Regions from separate parts of the Rattus norvegicus genome. Here region 2 is linked to region 1. The links are chromatin contacts, called in public Hi-C maps. All regions are on one chromosome and are shown on one strand. Each heading gives the region's core, a stretch centred on a gene start, on an enhancer-like site or on the middle of the called end of the contact. The rest is flanking DNA. Distances are from core to core; before and after follow the strand shown. Region 1 holds the start of LOC102553760 (zinc finger protein 59-like). Region 2 overlaps Fcgbp (Fc gamma binding protein).

Region 1 (2,945 bases), core at 158-2,657:
GGAAAGAACCCAGATGCCCTTCAACAGAGGAATGGATACAGAAAATGTGGTACATCTACACAATGGAATAATATTACTCAGCTATCAAAAACAGTGACTTTATGAAATTCATAGGCAAATGGTTGGAACTGGAAAATATCATCCTGAGTGAGGTAACACAAGCACAGAAAAACATACATGGTGTGCACTCACTGATAAGTGGATATTAGCCCAAATGCTTGAATTACCCAAGATGCAATCCACGGACCACATGAAGTTCAAGAAGCACGACCAAAGTGCAGATGCTTCCACTCCTTAAAAGGGGGAACAAAAATATCCATAGGAGGGCATATGGAGGGAAAGTTTATTGCTGAGACTGGAGGAATGGCCATGCAGAGCCTGCCCCACATGTGTCCCACATTTAGATCCTCTTCCCACAAGATTAAAAAAGGAAGCTTTAACGAGAAATGTGTCCAGGTACTGAGCATTTCTCCCATAGCTGTGTATACAAGAATATTTTCCATTGAAGGCCCCTCATGTCATCAAAGCTTAAGCGTTTCCATTTTATTCTGACTTCCTTCATAGTTGAGATGCTGTCCAAATCAGCTGTGCTTTTTTTGCTTTTGGGGGGCATTGTCCTCTCAGTGGTGAAAATGTTTGAATGTGATGGTAGGTTTTGCTGTCATTCCCTGTTGCTCTAGTAGGACTTCCCCACTTCACGTTTAAAGGTGTGCCATTAGAGTGTACTTGGAGTTTGTTTTGTTTATTTGTTTACCACATTAGGAATATCCTCTGGATTTTAGTTTATTTAGTCTTTTCGAGACAGTAGGTATGTACTCTGAGTTTATTTTGCTTTGCTTGTTTGTTTGTTTATTTATTTATTTATTCAGACGCCTCCTCTACCTCCCTAGGGCAGCAATTAAAGGCATGTGCCACCATAATCTGAGTGTATTTTAGTTTCTGGACAGGGTTTCACTGTGTAGCCCTCGGTGGCCTCTTCCCACAGACATGCAGAGGGCTGCGCCTCCCCAGTGCTGGGATAAAAGGCCTGTGCTACCACGCCCAGCCATGCTTATTGTCGCCTGATGACGTCCTCTGTATTGATCTACCTGCATTTTATAATCGACTTGAGTTTTCTTTTGATTATGGGAAGATGGTCACTTTGAATCTGCTAGAGTATTTTTTTAACATATTTTCTGTAGTTAGCACATAGCTGAGTTTTTAATGCGATTGGTTTTATTACGAGGATCGTCTAGCCTGTCTAACGGACACAGTTCTGTTGATACATAGCGATGTGGCCCTCAGTCACATTTTCTATCTGGATAACTGGGCACTTAGGCATGAGCGTCCGCTCCCGGGAGAGAATCTCAGTTACACGCAGAACCGGAAGTACCTTTTGATGAAAGGAGGGAGCTTCCCCTTTAAGCGCGCGACCCCGTGGGAACTCCCACAAGCCACTGGGCGCAGTTTTCAGATGGGCTGGCTCAAGTTGCATGCCGGGTTCTCCAGGAAGCGCCGTGCTTCTCCAGGTCTTTGCTTGTGACAACTGTTTTTTCCAGGACCACCGCGCCGGAAGTAGCACATAGGCTTTTGGCTTAGGTCTCCCCAGAGTAAGGCTGGAGGCAGCGGGCTTGGAATGTGTCCGTTCCGGCGGTGGGTTGGGGTAGCGCTCTCTCTCTCTCTCTCTCTCTCTCTCTCTCTCTCTCTCTCTCTCTCTCTCTCTGTCTGTCTGTCTGTCTGTCTGTCTGTCTGTCTACACACCTTATCTGTGTCTCTGCTTGTCGCTTTCTGCTCCTGCTTTCAGGGACACCGGGACTGAAGCAGAGGACCAAGCTTCAGTAAGAGGAGGTCAGGTGTAGAGTGTAAAGGGAAAATTTCCCTGAGGATCAGATTTGAGCTCGGGACTATAATTTAAGGTCGGGGGGGTGTCTCCTAGAAGGAGGGTACTTGTTGAGATCTATGACTTTGTCAGAGCTCTAGCCATTGTGCGTGGTGAAGGGAAAGTGCTCAGTGAGGATGCTCTCACAAATAGTCTGGGATCTCATGCTTCCTCAGACTTCCCTAGTCGGCCATTCAAAAGGAGGGCGGGAGAGGGATGTGGATTCAAGAATGCGTTTGCTCTTTCTGTTGGAGAAACGAGGTTTTGGTTTTAGAATATAGAATCGCAACTGAAGGTGCTCCGTGTAAATTCATACCTCCACCATTGTGTCCCTTACATTGACCCTGCCCTTTCCACTTAGTATTCACAGTACCATTTCAATGACCCTTGACATCTTCTCTCTACAATCTCTTCCTTTTCCCAAGAAGTTGTAAATAGTAATCTCCTGAGGTTAGCTTTAGGGCTTTCAAACTCCAATTTGCTAAATCGATTCCTATTTTGATAGTGTCACACGTGAAATGGCCTTTGATTTTACAGATTTTCTTTCAAAGCAGGGGAAGAATGTAGGTGGTAGATGGTCTGTTCACAGGGGAGGATTTTGGGAGTGGGGAAGTGATAGCACTGAATTTGACATTTTTGAGGACTAGTTAATCTCTCTCCCTCTCCCTCCTCTCCCTCCCCCCCCCTCTCTCTCTCTCTCGTGTGTGTGTGTGTGTGTGTGTGTGTGTGTGTGTGTGTGTGTGTGAAATGAGTAACATTGGCCAGAGCCAGGTGAGCAATGCTGTGGTTGGATGTGGACATGTGGGTCTGTGGTATTCGGGTTGGAGTCTTGGTTCTGTCCCCTCTGTCTCTCTAGTTCTGATGTGAACCTTAGAATGCCTGTGGGTGCAGTGCCACCACACACTAAGGGCCTGGTGAGCTTTAGTTGTTGCTCTGTGAGGCCATTTTGGGTTCATTACATTTTTTTTGCCCCTGGGACAGGGCTAATGTGGATGGGGGCTACGGGCCTAAGGCTTGTTTCTCTAATCATGTATATATTTTACATTCCTCTTTTAAGGAATGTCCTTCACCTTAACGTTAATGACTC
Region 2 (3,133 bases), core at 373-2,872, 190 kb before region 1:
GTAGCTGGGAGATCCACTCGGAGACCATTCACCTGGTGGAGGGGGAGGAGAAATGAAGAAGTGAGACTTGAGGGACAGAAGAGCTGAGGGGTCACCGAGGCTGGAGTCCTCCGTGCACAGCGATGGTTCAAGCAAAGGGGCAAGCGCTGGAGAGAGGAGGGTTACACGGAGGGACGGACAGGTGGGGAGACAGCTGGGGGCGTCTACACACAGCTCACTGTGCATGCTTCTACTGCTCTAAAATAAGATTAAGTAATTAATTTATGTGTATGCACCTGCTCTGATACAAGTAGGGAGGACATTTGGCAGCTTGTGGGAGTTGGTTCTCTCCTTCCCACCCTGTGGGTTCCAGGGACCAAATTCGGGTCCCATCAGGCTTGTGGTTTGTTTCCCCACCAAGCCATTTCACTGGCCCGATAGCAACTTATTAATTATTGGGGAATGTCTTTCGGTATACATTGCTAAGGATGGGAAGGAGGAGGAGGAGAAGTAGGAGGAAGAAGGAGGAAAAGGAGAGGGAAGAAGAGGAGGGGGAGGAAGAGAAGGAGGAGGAGGAAGAAGGAGGAGTAGAAGAAGAATGCAGACAGGGACCAAACTGTCTCTACAACTTTCTACGGCTGGTACAACACTTTTTTTTTTTAAAACCAGACAGATGAACAGAGCAGAAATTCCAGGCTTAAACTATTAAGTTATAATTTTCACATCGACTTTTCAGACTGTCTGTAAGTAACTGGATCGCTAACAAAAGCCACTTTATCAGCTCTTTTTTTTTTGGCTTATGTCTGAATGATCCTAGCAATGAAATAATCATGCAGGCAAATTTCAGTTTCTTATCAACGGCTGCAGACTTCGCAGCCTTGTGATCGCTTTCCAACGTCTGTCTGTTCTCCTTATAGATCAAGCTTTCTGATGTTAGATTCCCCCCACTGAAATTTCTTGGAAGGACATGTTCCCACTCTTTTCTCAAATGTGTTCACACTCGAGCCTCTCCATCACACAATTGGGAACCTAGATACACAGATGGGAAAGGCATATAGAGATCTGAGAAAAGGGATGGGTGGATGGGAGGGAGGGAGGAAGAGAGGGCCAGAGAATGAGTGGATATAGGCACCGGAAGCAAGGAGGGGAGGAGAAAGGATGGGTACAGGAAAGGGTGCATGGAGACTCAGTGGGCAGAGCGTCTGACTGGTTGTGTGCTTTGCAGTGAGAGTCCTATCAGTGGGCCAGCACAGGGCCTTGCACACACAGAGAAGGACTGAGTTTAGGCACAAAGCCAAGATTTCATGGTACCTCCAGGCTACCAAGCTGTGCCCCTGGTACTGGCAGGAGTGGTCTGGACTGGTAAAGGATCCCTACTGACCTGTGCCTACCCTCTCAGGCTGACAACAGTGCTGAACACTTGCAGGTTTCTCTTGAAATCTTTGTCCATGCTAGACAGACAGTGCTGACGTAGCCAGCTACAATGGAAACTTGAACTGAGGCTTCTATGAACCGCCTGAAGATATTTCCCAAACTTTGCCATGATTATTGCCAGACGATTTGACCACTCTGTATGATTCCAGCAGTGTCTGCTTCCCCAGGATTGCAGGCGCCTCCCTGAGAATGGCTCATGGGGAACCCATGTGACTCCAGCCTGGCCAATCAGAGCATTCTCTGCTTAAGACCACAGTGATTAATTCCGGGAGTGGGCGTCTGTTCCAAACCTGCCTAGTGAGACGCACTGTGGGCACCTTTGCTGGGTCACTTTGTGCTGAGGTAGCAAAGCTGACAGACTACAAGCCCAGGGCAGACGCTGCCTATGCTTTGCTCCTATAAGAGAAACTCTGAGAACGGAGTACAGAGTGGTAAACAAATCAGAAACCTAGAGGTGGGGGTTGGGGATTTAGCTCAGCGGTAGAGCGCTAGCGAGCGCAAGGCCCTGGGTTCGGTCCCCAGCTCCGAAAAAAAGAAAGAAAAAGAAAGAAAGAAAAAAAAAAGAAAGAAAGAAAAAAGAAAAAAGAAAGAAAGAAAGAAAGAAAGAAAGAAAGAAAGAAAGAAAGAAAGAAACCTAGAGGTGGAAACTCCAGCAGTGTAGCTGGGGTATCTGGATCCAGACGCTTCTGGGGGGCTGACTCTGGGTTTCCCAGATATGGAGCCAGTCCATTCACTTCCCCTGCAGCCCTCAGGTTTGCATTCGGTTTCCGGTCACTGCTAAGCAGTGGAGTCTTGACCAAACTCAACAGCAAAGCCAGCCTGTGACTCGAATGTAAGAACTCAGGCCAAGAAGAGGGACCCAGGTTGACGTGGAGAGACAGGTACAAATGCAGAGAAAAGTGCAGAGACCCGGATGAAGAAAACAGACTGCAAGGTCACCGGGTAGCCAGGATGTAGGCTACTGAGACAGGAAGAAGGAAAGCCAGGGAAGACGGCCCTGCCCTCTGTGCCCAGGCTTACCCATGCACCCTTGCTTGGGATCACAGTCACCATGCCATCCTGGAAGAAGATGTGGACCTTGCTCACGATCTTGTCATTGTTAAGGCAAGGCTGGACATCAGCAAGCAATCGGTACCAGGGCACATTCTTCTGGAATCCCGGACAGCGAGAAGAAAGCTCATAGACACCGGGTGAGCTGATGGTATTGAGAGCCCCATCGAAGGTAGTGAGGTTGGCACCCACAGAGAGGGAGCAGAGACCATGAGCAGCCCGGCACTGCCGGACTCCAGCTTGGATCTCACAGACCTGGCCAGATGGGCAGCCAGCTGCACGGCATGTCAGACCGGTGGTTTCAGAGCAGTAACAGAGTTCACTGCAGTCTGAGGACATCAGGGAGGAGTTCACCTGTGCACAGAAAGGGATAAATGGTGTGCATTCACACAGAGGGAAACTGTAGAGTTCCCAGTAAGGAATGGCTTGTATGTCCTCTACCCAGGAGTCCCAGTGGCCCTCAGACTGTGATTTGTAAATAAAACCGAGCAGAGGCCATGCTGTGTGGAGTTCATGTCTTGACTCAAGAGCCTTGACAACTCACCCCACCACCACTTGCTCTGTCTGCCTCAGACTGTGCCCAGGTTCAGTGAGCCCAAGCCTGAGTTAGCCACTGGAGAATGAAAGACCACATGGAGACAACATTACTGACTCAGGCTATCTGCCGTGG

What was found. Hi-C and Micro-C count contacts between places; a contact is called where the count stands out from the background.
Region 2: a contact with region 1 is called in a Hi-C map of mammary epithelial cells, with 2.1 times the contacts expected there. The contact joins the enhancer-like site here to the promoter of LOC102553760 in region 1. A contact is called at or near these places in 5 of 12 Hi-C or Micro-C datasets (Schwann cells, hepatocytes, liver and 1 more).

What each region holds. Positions count from the first base shown.
Region 1 is chr1:92,349,743-92,352,687 of GRCr8, reverse strand. It overlaps LOC102553760 (zinc finger protein 59-like), which reads left to right and starts at 1,407. Exons shown (of 6, transcript XR_010059898.1): 1 at 1,407-1,589.
Region 2 is chr1:92,537,025-92,540,157 of GRCr8, reverse strand. It overlaps Fcgbp (Fc gamma binding protein), which reads right to left. Exons shown (of 20, transcript NM_001164657.3): 18 at 2,434-2,817; 19 at 1-32. Among named protein-coding and RNA genes, the nearest start is that of Fcgbpl1, 14 kb to the left of the region's middle. Within about 2 kb of position 1,622, at least 25 of the 93 cell types and tissues checked have an H3K27ac peak or open chromatin away from gene starts, as enhancers often do.